2 separate regions of the Bos taurus genome follow, and region 2 is linked to region 1. A link is a contact called in public Hi-C data. All regions are on one chromosome and are shown on one strand. The core of a region is the stretch at or near the end of the contact, and the rest is flanking DNA. Distances in the headings are between cores, read along the strand shown. Region 1 overlaps GAS7 (growth arrest specific 7). Region 2 overlaps GAS7 (growth arrest specific 7).

Region 1 (4,734 bases), core at 1,203-3,702:
AGTCCGGGAGATAGTGAAGAACCGGGAAACCTGGTGTGCTGCAGTTCATGGGGTTGCAAAGAGTCAGATATCTGACACCTGACCTCACCTTAGTGGCTGAACAACAACAACCTTTAAGGCCAGTGGAGTGAATGGAGAAAATCTTACAAAGCACAGACTAATTGTGAAAGGGGAAACAGCCCTTTACACCTTCACTGGTCTGTGTCTAATCTGAGATGCACTTGGCACCCTCATCATTCTGGGGTCCTGATGTGATACACAGGATCTGCACCCACTTGAGCACTGAACAGCCAGCCCCTGTGGCTCAGAAGCAGCCTGAGGGCTGCTCCTCCTTCTCCACCACCCGTTTCAGCACAGAGATGCCCAGAAAATGAGCCAGCAGGTAGTGCAGGCAGGTGCAGGGGCCTGGGAGGGATGTTGGTTATTGGGAGAAGTCTGGATCCCACAGGTCAAGTCTGGAGGGTGCCCTGGCAGCAGTGCGCGGGGATGGGGCCAGGATGGGTTTATCATGCCCTCCACCCATTCGGAAGAGCAGAGAACCAGGCAGTACAAGACAATGCAGCAGGTGACGGCCAATCTGCAAACAAGGACCGGACTGGGAGATGTAAGTACACCACTGAACCTGCAGCTGAGCAAACGTGAAAAGGGATTCCACCTTCCCCCAAGTTTACAGAGTGCCAAAGCCTGTGACAGATGATCTATATACTCTGTTGGTATAACGCAGAGTCTACATAGATCCTGCCTTGTTAAGAAAGTTTAAACGGAGGGGAAACACATGGGAAATGAGTGAGGAAACACCATCCCAAAGGCTCAAAGGAAGAGCACATCTCGGAAAGTAATTCAAAAAGTAATTTAAAATGGCAGGAAACTGCTAGAATGTAAGAAGCTGTGACCCCTTAGAGAGGAACAGAAAAACTGTAATGGAAAAAAACAGGCAAAACAGAAAGGATGACGTAACGAAGAAAAGGGATGAGGAAACGATTATATGAAAACTGCTCATTTAAAGCCACATGAGCAGCTGTGGATAAATAAAAATATTAAATCAGTAAAGTGCAAAGTAAACTTAAAAGGATCACCCAAAACTGAAAAGCACAGAAAGCAAGGATATAATGAATCAGTGTAGGTTTAAGTAGTATTCCACTAGAAAAGACCAGAACAAATATATGAAAATCAACAATCAATGACAAAAATCATGCACACCAACAAGCACAAGAAAAATGCTATCAGGAAATCAGTCCTTCTCCAGACTTTTCCTCTGCTCCTACTAACAGAGAACACTTCCCACTAGAATAAAAAGCTCCATGTGGGGAAGGCTTTATTTCGCTCACAGCTCATCAGGGCCTGGCGTGGACCATCTGAAAGTGCTAGAAAACATATCCCACTGAGGTCAAAGTTTAATGGGCATCACCATGGTTTTGTTCATCCCTGTGGGTGTCTAATAAACATTTGTTGAGTGATGGAAAAGACTGAGCTGTAAATGTGAGTTTCTGTCCAAAAAGTTAAGACATTCAAGATGTACATATCCAGCTGAGTTATATTAATATTTGTCATGAAAGGAACAGGAATGTTCCTGTAGACATGCAAGTTGAAGACACCACCCACTTACTCTCCAGACATTGAGAGAGAAATCAAAATTAAGAAGATGCTGCCAGGGGAATAACCATATAAATGCCTTTTTTTTTTTTTTTAATGTGGACCATTTTTGAAGTCTGTTGAATTTGTTAGAACACTTCTTCTGTTTCATGCCTTGGCTTTTTGGCCACGAGGCACGTGGGATCCCAGCTCCCTGACCAGGGATCAAACTTCCACTTCTGCATTGGAAGGCGAAGTCTTAACCACTGGATCACCAGGGAAATCTCCTAGATGCATTCCTTAGTGCTGCTGCTGCTGCTGCTGCTGCTAAGTCGCTTCAGTCGTGTCCAACCCTGTGCGACCCCATAGACGGCAGCCCACCAGGCTCCCCGGTCCCTGGGATTCTCCAGGCAAGAACAATGGAATGGGTTGCCATTTCCTTCTCCAATGCGTGAAAGTGAAAAATGAAAGTGAAGTCACTCAGTCGTGTCTGACTCTTAGTGACCCCATGGACTGCAGCCTACCAAGCTCCTCTGTCCATGGGATTTTCCAGGCAAGAGTACTGAAGTGGGGTGCCACTGCCTTCTCCTTTCCTTAGTGCACCGACCCTCAACTCAGAAATCCAGCAAACTGTGCAGTCTGGGGGACTGTCCAGCTGCAGGGTTTGGTACCGAGTATTTCCCTTGGTCCTCCTCTGCAGCTTTCCTCCCACCCTGGAACTATGATACACGTTTCTCCTGCAACATCCTTTACGGCCAGTACAGACGAAGCCTCTGGCCACATGTGGGGCACATCAGTAACTGATGCCACCTTTTCTGTCCAAGCACAAGCCGATGGCTGGGGGGAGCAGCTACTGAAGCTTTGTGGATGCTGCGCTGGGAGACACACCCAACAACAAGTCATTGTTTCTTCATCTACCACGGTCCAAGTGATGTGGGAACATCACAGGGGCCACTTTCTCTGCCAAAGAACTTGGGTTATGATCTTCTGCACATTCAAAACTCACACTGAATGAACCAAATCTTCCTCCACACCCTTAAACAGGAAAGACTCATAAACCCCTCAATAGCCAATGTTTTCCGCCATCAAAACCCTCTTTTATATCATCTTCTCTGAGTGGTTCCAGTTTTAGAAATGAGAGTATGCAGCATGATCTCAACCACGGAAAATAACGCTCCCCCCAACTCCAAGCAGAGCACAAAGGAAACACATGAAAATGTTACAAAGGCTCTCTTTGTTTTGCGGGATTCCTCTGGCTGTTGCAATTTATTTCATCACGTTCAAAATTTAGAGTTAATTTTAAAAATTAAAAATTCTTCTTTAAAGATGTAGTCGTAAATAGTGCCTTTCCCCCCAAAATCAGCATATACAATGTTAGATGTACCATATGATCCCAATTATGTAGACAAATATGCACAGCAAAGAAAAAAAACAGAAAAGAATGCTAACTATTTTTTCTTATTTCTGCATTTTCCAAGTTTTCTATAATGAGCATATTCATTTTAAGTGCATTTAAAAAAACGCTTTAACTTATTCCATTACGAGTTAATGCATGCATATAGCCTTATGAAGAATATTTAGATAATATTTGCCGATAAAATCTCCCTCGATATATCCCATCTCACTTATTGTTGTTTTAGTCGCTAAGTCGTATCTGACTCTTTTGCAACCTCATGAACTGCAGCCTGCCAGGCTCCTCTGTCCATGGGATTTCCCAGGCAAGAATACTGGAGTGGGTTGTCATTTCCTTCTCCAGGAGATCTTCGCAACCCAGGGATCAAACTCGAACTTCCTACATCGACAGGCAGGTTCTTTACCACTGAGCCACCAGGGAATACAAAATATTTAGATAACATTTGCTAGTAAAACCCCCCTTGACATGTCACACCTCATTTGCCATCCCCTAAAATGAAAACTATTTATCAGATTAGGGTTCATAGTGTTATCTTTCAAATGACAGGGAGATTTGGTCGGGTGGGGGGGGGAATGTCTTTATTTTTAAGAAAATGAACTAAGACAAAATGAGCAACAGTAAAGAACTTACTCAACCAATGCAGGGCTAACACAAAAATTAAGAGATCAGAAGGACTGTAGAGATCACTTAATCTCATGTTGCCATTTTACAGATGGGGAAACTGAGGCTCAGAGGCAGACTGAGGTTAGACGACAAGCCTCCTCCTCCTTGATCTTTGGCCCTAAGCCTTGGTGCTAATGTTGCCATCAGGGCTGGAGAACTAGGTCCGGCCAGATGGCATGGCAGAAGCCAAACCCCACGTAGGACCCCTCCCCAGGCTGACCCCCACACGGCTCCATGCAAGAAGACCTTTGCCAACAAGTCTGGCTCTCAGCTCAACCATGAGCCACTTCCCATCTGTTTGTGGCCAGTGAGCCCCCGCAAAGGGGGGGTGACCCGGGAGGAAACATCTGTGCACACAAAGAGGAGTCATAAACGCACTTGATTTTCCCTTTTGGCAAAGCCTCTTCTGCTTATTTTTTTTCCACTCATTGAAATGCAAAGCTCCATTCCAACAAGGAGGCCTGGAAGATTCCAGAGGCTTCGAGGAACCACAGCCTCCGCTCCGCGACGGGGGCTCCCTAAAGAAGGTTATGCACGATGTCTGGGCTGTGGACACGGATAAGAAAGAGAAGAGGCAACCCCCACAAACCACATGGATGGCCACAGACATGCCTCTGCTTGTCCTTAAACCTAGCTTCTCACCTTCAGCCAGGGCAGAGGAAGTTCAAGTGTAAGTTCTACAGCGTACCAGCCATATAACCTCAGGCAAGTCACTTCACCTCTTTGAACCTCTTTTTCTTTTCCACATGCAAAAACGGAAATACCACCTCCCCCTGCACAAAATTCTTGCAAAGACTGAATAAGAGGGCCAAAATGATGGAAGAAACTTTGTAAGTATCAGCTGTACTTCCACACTGTTCCATCCCCATGAAACCACTGAGCAACCTTTAGGAGACTCATCAGCTGAGGTCCCCAACGCTGAGTCACTCCTGCTGCACAGCTTGCGGGCTAACCTCTCAGAGTGACACCATATGACCTTCCTGACACAGACCGAGCTCGCTGAAGGACAAAGAGGAACAGCACGTGACAGGGAATCAGCACGCTCCGTGGGGCAAGACTAGGATTTTGGGGACCAGCAGAAGGGG
Region 2 (4,734 bases), core at 1,591-4,090, 42 kb after region 1:
AGCAAAGTGATATAGTTATACATATATAAACATTTTCTTTCGTATTCTTTTCCATTATGGTTTATCATAGGATATTATAGTCCCCTATGTGATAGAGTAGGACCTTGTTGCTTGTCCACCCTATATATAATAGTTTGCATTTGCTAACCCCAAACTCCCAATCCATCCCTCTCCCACCTCACTCCTTAGCAACCACTTGTCTGTTCCGTACGTCTGTGAGTCTGTTTCTCTTTTGTAGGTAAACTCATTTGTGTCCTATTCTAGATTCCACATATAAGTGATACATGGTATTTGTCTCTGATTTTCTTCACTTAGTATGATAATCTCGAGTCCATCCTTGAGAGTTCCTTGGACTGCAAGGTGATCAAACCAGTCAATCCTAAAGGAAATCAGTCCTGAATATTCATTGGAAGGACTGATGCTGAAACTCTAATACTTTGGCCACTGGATGCAAAGAACTGACTCATTGGAAAACACCTTAATGCTGGGAAAGATTGAAGGCAGGAAGGAGGAGAAGGGGATGACAGAGGATGAGATGGTTGGATGGCATCACTGACTCGATGGACGTGAGTTTGAGCAAGCTCTGGGAGTTGGTGAAGGACAAGGAAGCCTGGCGTGTTGCAGTCCGTGGGGTCACAAAGAGTTGGACAGGACTGAGCAACTGAACTGAACTGAGTCCATGCATGTTGCTGCAAATGGCATGATTTTATTCTTTTTTTTATGGCTGAATCATATTCCATTGTATATATGTACTACATCTTTATCCATTCGTCTGTCCACAGGCATTGAGGAGTCCATGTCTTGGCCACTGTAAACAGTGAGCTGCATTGATTTAGAACATCAGACCTTCAAGGAATAGTTCAAGTCTTGGCCATTTCCACCAATAGGAAACACCTGGGAAGGGCCCGACTTGGTTAATGACATTCTCTCACACAAACTTGCTCTTCTACAAGTACTGAAAGCTACTCCCTGGAGCAGGCTGAAAAACGGGCCCCCAAATGGAGCGACATCTTAATCTCTGGAACTCGCAAAAAGAAAAAAGGGATGTGCCAGGTGTAATTAAGCTAAGGAATTTGAGATGAGAAGTTTATCTGGCTGGACCCTAAATACACTCACAAAGGTCCTTATAAGAAGGAGACGAGGTCAAAGAGGGAAGGAAGCCAAAGTGAGGCCAGAAATGGGGAGAAAAAGCAGTAAGACGTGCAGCCCCGAGTCCTGGAAGGAGCTTCTAGAAGATGGAAAAAGAAAGGAATGGATGCCCCCCCCCCCCCCCAGGAGAAGCCAGTCTTGGGACACTGATTTTTAACCTCATGACTCATCTAAGACTTTGGCTCTTCAGATTTATGGAAGGGATGAGAAACTACTACATTTGTGGCGAGAGAAAACCAACACCTCCCTTTCTGTAACAGGGCGAGGTAAAGTTCTAAGTGCTCAAGGATCATGATTTTCTGCTTATTTCATTATTGAAAAGACAACACGAGATGCTGTATTCGAACAGGGCTGGCTTGTTCTGTTCATGCCTGTGCCCACAAGGCCCAGATCAGGGCCATGGACATCTGTGGACATCAAAATTCCTCCAGGAAGGCACATTGGTGAAATGAGGCAGGAAGGCATTTTAAAAAACAAACAAAATATGCTCTTTCCATTGATTTATTGTTACAGGGTTTAAAAAACAGCAGCAGCAGCAAGGTGAAGAAGAGGAAGCCATCACAGTGTGAAGGGAAGTAAAGACACATGTACATTTGCAAACATCTGCATGATTTCCTCCACACCCACAAGAAAGTGATAACTTGCTCACTTCTGAGAGGTGAACTGAGAGGCAGAGGACGGGGTAAGAGGTAGGCCAACGTTCACTCTATTTTTTAGTGCTTGTCAAATGTCAGAATTCATCTATATATTACCTATTCAGTAAAAATGTGCTCATGTCACTTCAGTCATGTCTGACTCTTTGCAACCCCATGGACTGTAGCCTGCCAGGCTCCTCTGTCCATGGGATTCTTCAGGCAAGAATACTGGAGTGGGTTGCCATGCCCTCCTCCAGCAGATCTTCCTGAACTAGGGATCTAACCTGCATCTCTCATGTCTCCTGCATTAACAGGCGGGTTCTTTACTACTAGCACCACTTGGGAAGCCTGCTGTATTTCTTAGTGCTCATCAAATGTCAGAATTCATCTATATATGACATATTCAGTAAGAATAAAACTAACAAAGATACATTCCTGGGATTCACACTCAACAAAGAGTTTAAAACCTACCCCATATACCTCCTTCTGCATGGATGCTACAACCTTGGTGGGAAGATGGCACCTGCCAGGTGAGGAGGCCCAGGGGAACAGCTGCACAGCAAGCAGCCTCGAGTCAACCCCCCGGCCCTCCCGGTGCCACAGATGCCCCATCCGCTCCCCTGTGGTCCAGGGCCTCCGAGGAGGATGAGGAGTTCCTTAAACCCTGGTCCTCAGCAAACCCAGGCTGTGTTCCAGCCCTGGAAGTGATCAGGGCTGCTCCGGCCCCTGCCTAAGCCCTGGTTTCTGGGTCCATTTCCGGACCAGGGTGCCACCCTACCCCAGGGCGCCCATTGCCATGGCGATGATGCCCCGCCAGCCTCTCAAGCTAGGGGAGCAAATGCAAGCGGGCTCCACGGCTGCGTCCGATAATCACTATGGACACCAGCCCGTATCAGGTCTGCGTCCAATTAGCCACCCCCACAACAACACCATGGCAACGAAGGTAATATTATTGTTCCACGAAGAGAGAGAGAGAAACACACACACACAATGTGTTGTACGGCAGCTTTCACAGCCACAGAGATATCACTTCTCCACGCCCTATGACTTGTGCTGCTCACTTCCCGACGACGATGCAGCTCCTCTGATGGGAAGTCACAGGCTCGGGCGATTACCTCTTCGCACCCTCCACGCTGTGCGCCCTTCACAGGAAACAGCACAAGTCCCGGGCAAGCCGGGTGCAGAGCCTGTGAGCCTCCCTCTCTGCCTTCTCCGGGAGGCAAGGAGGCTGGCCAGAGGCAGGATGGCCTCCAGGTAAAGCTCCAAGCTGCCCTCTGTCTGTCTGGCTGTCTGTTTGGCTGGCTAGCTGGCTTCTCCATGCCAGACCCAAGCAGGGCGCTGGGGTTTTGGTGGCTGCAGCCCTGAGCCACACACTAATCTTCAGACCCAAATGTGGAAAGCATTAACCCAAATGGAAAGACATAAATCAGGAGGGGAGCTGATGCACCGAGGAAAACAACTCTGCTCCGAGAGCCTGGGCTGTTGCACAAGAGCAGAGTGAGTCACCCGCCAGCAGGGGGAGGACAAGGGAGGGAGGGAGGGGGAGCCCTGTGGGACGGGCGGACGGGAGGGAGGGTGGAGCAGTGCAAAAACACAGCTGTAGGCTCATCACTAACCGCACTTCAGCAGCAGCCTGCGGGGAGAGGGGCAAAAATGTCACCTCCCCTCCCCAATCCAGGAAGCCTTTCAAACCATGTCCTCCCTGGAGAAGACAGCAGGAAGGAGTCTTCCCAACAGCCAACCCGTCACCCTTTGCACCCTGCAGCTGTGTCTTGGGGAAGCAAACCTCAGGCCCTCTAAAAAGAAGGTCTTCTATATCCTTTGCTCCTCCCTGGCCATGTGCCATGTCATTTTGGGGTCCTCAAGCCCAGGTGCCCATCGTGGGTACACAACTCTTGTCCTACCTGCTTGCTCATCACTACTGTTTCATATCTTCTCTTCCTTTCCTTCTTCCAAACACTCCATCTTCCACACAGGCTGCTGGGGACAAGACCATCAGCTTCCCCATCCCTACTCCCTGGGGAGAATCTCCAGGCTTCCTGTAAGACCCTGCCTCACCCACCAACTCCTCTGCCAAGGGAAAGGAGGGCTTCCCTGGTGGCTCAGACAGTAAAGAATCAGCCTGCAATGCAGGAGACTCGAGCGTGATCCCTGGGTCGGGAAGATCCCCTGGGAATGGCTACCCACTCCAGTATTCTTGCCTGGAGAATCCTCAGCCAAGACTGATTCCCAGCCTTCAAGTTCTAAGCACCGGCTGTGAGCAGGCCCTGCTATCCCTGGGTGTGGCCTCAGGGAGGAGGAGCCCTAAAGAGATAACGGCTTGAGAGTGGAAGCACTGGGAGGTCTGAGCCCTCAGGGCTCTAGAAATTACCCTGGCAACACCATAGCTTTTAGCAGGACCCCTCCTCATCTCACTCTGATGAAATAAGGCTGTGTTTAGAGATCAACAAGGTCTCTTAGGCTCTGACAATGCTACATCGTAACATTAACGGAACTCACACCCCTGTGAGTAGAGACACACAACAGCTGGATAGATGAGTAAATGACTCAGTTTTGTTGAAATGTGACAAGTGATGGAGGAAAAGAACCAAGTAACGCAAAGGGGTGGGCACAGTGGGGTGAGGGAGAGACTCAAAAGAGATGAAAGAGTGGGTTCGTTTCTGCTGGCTGCTGTACCAAACTATCACAAACTAATTGGCTTCCCAGGTGGCTCAGTGGTAAAGAATCTGCCTGTCAATGCAGGAGATGTGGGTTTGATCCTTGGGTCAGGAAGATCCCCTGGAGAAGGAAATAGCAACCCACTCCAGTATTCTTGCCTGGGAAATCCCACAGACAGAGGAGCCTGGCAGGCTGCAGTCCTTGGGGGTTGCAAAAGAGTCGGACATGACTCAGTAACCAAACAACAACAAGAACACCAAAGCTCAAAGTTACAATATAAATGTGTTGTCTT

Evidence for each region. A called contact is a pair of places that touch in the nucleus more often than the background predicts.
Region 2: a contact with region 1 is called in a Hi-C map of an unstated tissue, with 1.7 times the contacts expected there. The contact joins two enhancer-like sites. A contact is called at or near these places in 2 of 11 Hi-C or Micro-C datasets (liver and an unstated tissue).

Annotation. Positions count from the first base shown.
Region 1 is chr19:29,143,884-29,148,617 of ARS-UCD2.0, forward strand. All of the region lies in intron 1 of GAS7 (growth arrest specific 7), which reads right to left. Among named protein-coding and RNA genes, the nearest start is that of GAS7, 100 kb to the right of the region's middle. Within about 2 kb of position 2,453, at least 15 of the 102 cell types and tissues checked have an H3K27ac peak or open chromatin away from gene starts, as enhancers often do.
Region 2 is chr19:29,185,946-29,190,679 of ARS-UCD2.0, forward strand. The region is part of intron 1 of GAS7 (growth arrest specific 7); the gene reads right to left. Among named protein-coding and RNA genes, the nearest start is that of GAS7, 63 kb to the right of the region's middle. Within about 2 kb of position 2,841, at least 45 of the 102 cell types and tissues checked have an H3K27ac peak or open chromatin away from gene starts, as enhancers often do.